Regions from separate parts of the Mus musculus genome. Here region 1 is linked to region 2. A link is a contact called in public Hi-C data. All regions are on one chromosome and are shown on one strand. The core of a region is the stretch at or near the end of the contact, and the rest is flanking DNA. Distances in the headings are between cores, read along the strand shown.

Region 1 (2,918 bases), core at 184-2,683, 41 kb before region 2:
CAGCCATCTCTCTAGGGACTTGAAACTTCTCTGTGATGCTCTGACTCTGTAAATGGCAGTAGTTAGACCTCTGGGACATGGAGCCAGGTGTTTCTCACCCAACACTGAACGGAACTTTCAAAGGCCAGATGCCTGTGCGGAGAACTTTACAATGTATTCCAGGTGTACACCAGTGGTCACATATTAAAACAGTCTGGGTTACACAGTTGAGGTCCTGAAGACCAGGAAGGCAAACGTTTAAAAGCTGTCGGTGTCAATTCCACAAACTACCACCAGGGGACAGTGCACATCCACGTTCCAGTTCTTCGGTCTGACCAGTACTAGCTTGGGAAGACCTTGTCCTGCAAAACATTTAACAAACGCCTACTGTGTACCAAGCCCTGTTTCTGGCGCCGGGACAATGTCGCTAACATGGGGAAGGGCTGTGTCATAGGAGCACGTCCCTTACATGTGTCCTTAAAATATACATATGTGTGTGTGTGTGTGTGTGTGTGTGTGTGTGTGTGTGTGTGTGTGTGTATTCACAGAGACGCATAGCCAAGCTCTATGTGGCCTGACCCTGGAGAAAACTAACTTGAAGAAAGAGAGAAAAGGACTTTCAGGGACTAAGAAAAGGTAAGGAACAACCCGAGACTGACAGCTCGCTGCAGGGGATGCCGAAGCGCAGTCTCCCTAAGCCTAGCCTAGATGATGCTGACCTCAGACAGCCAGGTGAGCGATGTCCCAGACTCCTCCAGCATGTATGTCCGATGCCTGCCCTGTGGTCACTGGAGGTATCTGTGCCCTGAGCGTCAGTGCAGCGCACAGCCAGAATCTGGTCTCTCTAGGTATGTGTGCCCAAGAGAGTGGCGGGTGTGTGCCTATGTGAATGATGTGTAAGAGATGGTGGTGATCTTGTACACGGACCATCGTGAGGAGGTCACCTCGGTGATGGTCACGTTTGGGATAGCCAAAGATATCGGTGCTGGGTTCAGTGTGCTTAAAGAGGAAAGGACGGGCTGGAGCAGGGTGGAAGAGGGCAGGGAATGTGCTCATCGGGGACCTTCCTAAGTGCATCACAGCGAGGCTTTGGTGACTTTAGAACGCATGCAGTAGAACCTTGTCCAAGACCTGCTGCCGGTGTGTGAGGGGAGTGCCCCTCTAGGATCCTCGTAGGAATATTGCGTCCTATGTGGCTGAGGATGTTTCTACAGATCAATCTGAGCAACTGTGCGTCTGGACTCTTAATAGGGAGGAGGAGATGTCCTCGAATTTGGGGCACCAGGAGTTTTGGGTGAGAAAGCCGTCTTAGCGCTCCGAGCAAGCCAGGAAGGCGCCTGGGGATGCGAGCAAGCTGTGGCTCTGGTCCTGGTGGTGAGCAGAGCTGCAGACCCGGCAGGGGCGGGGCTTGCTGGGGCGGGGCCTAACGGAGAGGCGGGGCCGCGGCTGCTGCAGCGCGGGCCGGGCCAGGGGGCGCCTCGCGCGGCCGCAGCTCGGAAGGGCGATGCAGTGAGGCGGGCTCGGCTGGCGGGCGTGCGCGGAGCGGGGGCCGCGGGCGCGCTGCAGAGATGTGACTTGGGCCCAGGGCCAGCAGGAGCGTCGGCGCTGCGGGGACGCGAGGGTCGGTGAGTACCAGCCAGCGCGGGCACGGGGAGGGCGCCGTAGGGACCCCAGAAACTTTTCCCGCCGTGATTTTGGAAAGATCCGGAGCGGATCCTGGCTCGTGCTTTTTCTGTTCTCCCTTCTCCCCCTCCTCCTCCTCCTTGGGGTACATCTGCAGAAGCCGTGGGGTTCGAGTGAGGGGTGCCACAGTGCGGCGGGAGAGGAGCCGCATTGGACCGACCGAGGGCAGTGGTTTGGGGACCTTTATCTGGTGGGGGAATCCACGAACTAAGGCTCTGACTATGGTCCGGGGTGAGGACAGACTACAAGCGTCTGGGAATAAAGGGGAATCTGGCCCTGTGCTAGTGACCCCTGTGAGGGACGTCGCCTGCAGGTTCCAGGGGGCCTGGCGGTTGGTGGGGTGCGAGGACAGCCAGGGTGCTGGTCCTGAACTAAGCACTACATGGCCTGAGGCAGGGGCCGGCCTTTGGAGACCTGAAATCTCACCTGCCGCAGGGTCTGGGGAACCCAGCTTGCAGCCCGCAGTGGCCACGCACTCTTGGAAAAAGGCGCGAGAGGGTGGGCACCACAGGGAGGGAATCTGAAGCTGGGGGACAAATAGTGGGCTGGCAATCTAGGGGCGGCTGCTTATGGTGAAGCGGAAGAATTTCTATCCCAGGCGAGGGCACTTGGGCCTCTGAGGAAAGCAGCCAGGCTAGGGGTAAGGACTACCCAGTGCAACGTCCCCTCTTCCTAGGGGACTGGGGCTCGAAGCCCCAAAGGACCCCACACATTTCATGGACCTGGTGGGAGAGATGAGCACAGATGAGGATCCAGCACCCCTCCTTGGCCGGCGGTAGCTGATTAAACAGTTTTGGATCGGCCCACCGACCTTGCTCCAGAGGACGCCCCCAGATCAGAGTGTTCATCCCCCTGTTCTAGCTCGGCCTAGCCAGTTACCCCCTTCTTCTTCTGTTCGCCAAGGGGGCGGCTCTTTGGAAGAGGGACAAAGGCCCCGGGAGTGTGGCGGGCACCATCGTCCCTGCCTGGGGCCCCCAAGCACACGCGCCGCATCGGCCGCCGGACTGCGCCGGGGTGGGGGCACCTGAGCAGCGTCCAGAAAGCTCCGGGGGTCCCCACAAAGACAAGAGGATGCAGAAGAGGCTAAGCACACCCCGTAGACAAAGCACTTGAGAACGTTATTTCCTAAGTTTCTTTGGTGGGCACTCAGAGCTTTGGGAATAACCGCACTTGGAGTTAAACTGCATGCAAATTACATGTAAATAGAATGCAAATTGGCATCTGTTGGTTGGAAACCCTCCTCTGGGCTAGTTTTC
Region 2 (2,948 bases), core at 316-2,815:
ATTTGATTAAGGACTTGAATGCACAATACACACACACACACACACACACAAAACTTTTCCTAATTAATACAAAGAACCCCATTTAAAGGGACAAAAGCTCAGCTCTGGTATTTCTACAGAGTAGACATAGTAATGACCAACATGCTCAGAAAAGATCCCCAACAGCATTAGTCACTAAAAAATACAAATGAGATGCCATCTGACACCCACTACAATGACTAATCTAACAGATAATACTGAGTGACATGTATCATATCAGGCATGTTCATGTAGAAACATCTTCCCGCATGGTTGGTGGGCATGTGACCTTTCTCAGCCACATTGGAGAGCTCTCTGGGAGTTCTTGGGGACACACACACACACACACACACACACACACACACACACACTAAAGTTAGCACATGGCCCAGCAATTCCACTCTTAAACATATAACCAAGAGAAGTGAAATGCATGCTTACAAGGAATCTTGTGAATGAGGCTTATGGTAGCATCATTCCTAATGGTTGCATGCCATAATGGTCAGCTTCTTTTGTCTACATGATAAAATCTACAATCACCTGGGAGATGGGCCTGCGAGCATACGTGTGTGGCAATGCCTCTATTAGGTTAATGGAGGTAAGAAGATCTGCCCACAGTGGGTGAGATCCTGGACTGTACAAAAAGGAGAAAATGAGCTGAGTCCAAACAGCCATTGATCTCTGCTTCCTGGCTGAATATACAATGAGACAGGGTCCCTCAGGCTCCTGTGGTCATGACTTCTCCTTCATGACGGACTGTACCTGGAATGGTGAGTCAAAACAAAAACCCATTCTCCTGTAAGTTGTCTTGGTTGGTTTTTGTTTGTTTGTTTTTGTTATATCTATAGATATAGATATCACAGAATCAGGAAAAGAAGCTTAAACATGGGTATTATCTCATCTGAGTCTCTCTAAAATGGGGGTGGGGATATAATGTCCATTGCTCAGATGAAGAAACCAAAGGTCAGAGAGGCTGAGTAGCATGTTTACCATCACACAGCCAGTGAGGATTTGTGGGAACATTAAATCAACTCCTGTATTTATAGCCGGACTTATAGGTAAAAGCTGAACTATGAGGAAAGTTCATGTGTGGCTCAAGGATGCAGTTACAATGACCTCTGGCCTCACTCCCGATGCCGTTCTTGAGGCTCCTGTAGTTCTGCCATTACCAGACGCTCTTCCTGATACATTTCTGAATGTTGTAAAAGGGAATGAGGTGAATGCGATGCTTGCAGTAACAACAGGACAAACTGCATGGCCCTGAGTGTCATCCAGAGCCGCCTCCTCGAATGGAGCCCCACAGAGCCCCACAAAGCTGTGCCAAGCTTTCCTGTGGAATAGGAGCAAGCGGAGGGAGGAGCTGAAGACCTTTGATACCTTGCTTTTCTCCCTTCTCGTGGTGAAACCTCACAGATTGGTGAGTGGGCAGGTATTAAAGGATAGGAAAAGGAAACCAGTCTGTGCTTTGTAACGTCCAGGCTCCTTAGCTCTGTGCCTTTAAATGCATTCAAGCTCAAACTAATGAGAGTCGGATCTGAAAACTGGTAGACACTTTAGCTGTTTGGATTCTAAATTTAGATTGTAAGGGTGAATACCGTGAGTCAACAAACTCACAGGGTGGGGGTGGGAGGGAGCCGCTTGGCAGGTGGCACTGTTGCTCTCTAAGGCCTAAAGGACCATGTGCTTTATGCCCTGGGCAATGGACTCAGAGGCAGGATCCTGACAGATGCTCTACGAAACACCTTCAGGTCCCCTAAGCACTGCCACTCCATAGGTGACAGCCACACAGTGCAGCAATATGAGGGGGACAGGGAGGACTCTGGGGTCACCCTTTTGCTTTGCAGCTTTGGGTATAACATTTAGCCTCTCTGTGACTCAGTTTCCTTATCCATAAGATGTGATCAGCTGTCTACTTCAGAGGAGTGTGTGAAGATGAGGAGGCTGAAGTGCTGCAAGTGGTGTGCTTGCTTCAGGACAAGCACTCAGTGACTGGGACCCTTGTTACCACTATAGAGACTGTGGGTCATCAAAGGAGAGATCAATGGCTGGAACTGCACTGTAGAAAACTAAAACAGGAATGGACACCTTGCTGGGGGTTGATGGGTCCAAGCATAGTGTATGTGCATGGGGGGCACTCCACGTTATATATAGGAAGGAACTTTCAAATAACAGAAGAAAAAGAAATAGAGAGGGGGTGGGGATGAGGATACAGCACAGTGGAAGAGTGCTTCAATCAGCCATGGGAGGGGAGAAGGTGGGAATGGAGAAGGAAGGAGCAAAAGCCAGCTCATCCTTGCTGTTGGGGACATTCCTGTCTAGTGGGGCCCTAGGAACAACACACAAAACAAATAAAAAGGGGGTTAAATGAGTTGTGTGCCATGTGAGTTCCATCTCAGTAAAATTGCTGTAGCAAAGTAGAAATGACTCCAGGGACTGGACAGGTTAAAACTCCTACCAATGGCCAAGTTAAATCCATCCCACAGCAAGAGGGAGTTTACAAAGGAATGAACGAAGCACCATCTAAAACCTAGCAGATGCTCGATCCAAAGCTGGGGAACAGGGCCTGGCCAGCCAGGGTCATTTCCCCCACCATGTACTGCGGCCAAGGTCAAGTGCAGCCACATATTTCTTTATGTCCTGTGCTATGAAGAAGAAACAGTTCCAACTCTAAGAGGCATGTCATAAGACAAGTTGTGGGGGTGGCTTTTTGAACCATGCTGTAGAACATAACCTTAATTTTTTCAAAATCTATTTTTAATGATGGTTCTTAAATGCTTTAATCTCCCTTTTAGCCCACTACCCACCAGAGGTAGTGGGAAAGAAAGGATATGGGGAAGTGGACCTGTTTAGAAAGGTTCTTTGGAGCAACTCTTGTCTGTGTCGTGTGGAAATCAGCAGTTCAGTTCACAAGCTAGCAGCAGCAGCTCGAT

What was found. A called contact is a pair of places that touch in the nucleus more often than the background predicts.
Region 1: a contact with region 2 is called in a Hi-C map of cortical neurons, with 4 times the contacts expected there. The contact joins the promoter of Gprc5b here to the enhancer-like site in region 2. A contact is called at or near these places in 2 of 39 promoter capture datasets (hippocampal neurons and liver), 1 of 15 datasets of contacts at CTCF or cohesin (the NIH/3T3 cell line), 9 of 484 Hi-C or Micro-C datasets (the HL-1 cell line, brown adipocytes, cortical neurons and 4 more) and 8 of 115 datasets of contacts at active chromatin or transcription factors (bone marrow-derived macrophages, embryonic stem cells, neural progenitor cells and 1 more).

What each region holds. Positions count from the first base shown.
Region 1 is chr7:118,993,726-118,996,643 of GRCm38.p6, reverse strand. It overlaps Gprc5b (G protein-coupled receptor, family C, group 5, member B), which reads left to right and starts at 1,433. Exons shown (of 4, transcript NM_022420.2): 1 at 1,433-1,604.
Region 2 is chr7:118,952,523-118,955,470 of GRCm38.p6, reverse strand. The region is part of intron 8 of Iqck (IQ motif containing K); the gene reads right to left. Among named protein-coding and RNA genes, the nearest start is that of Gm39076, 31 kb to the left of the region's middle. Within about 2 kb of position 1,565, at least 14 of the 459 cell types and tissues checked have an H3K27ac peak or open chromatin away from gene starts, as enhancers often do. A contact at or near this core is called in the HL-1 cell line, cortical neurons and neural progenitor cells, where this site is marked.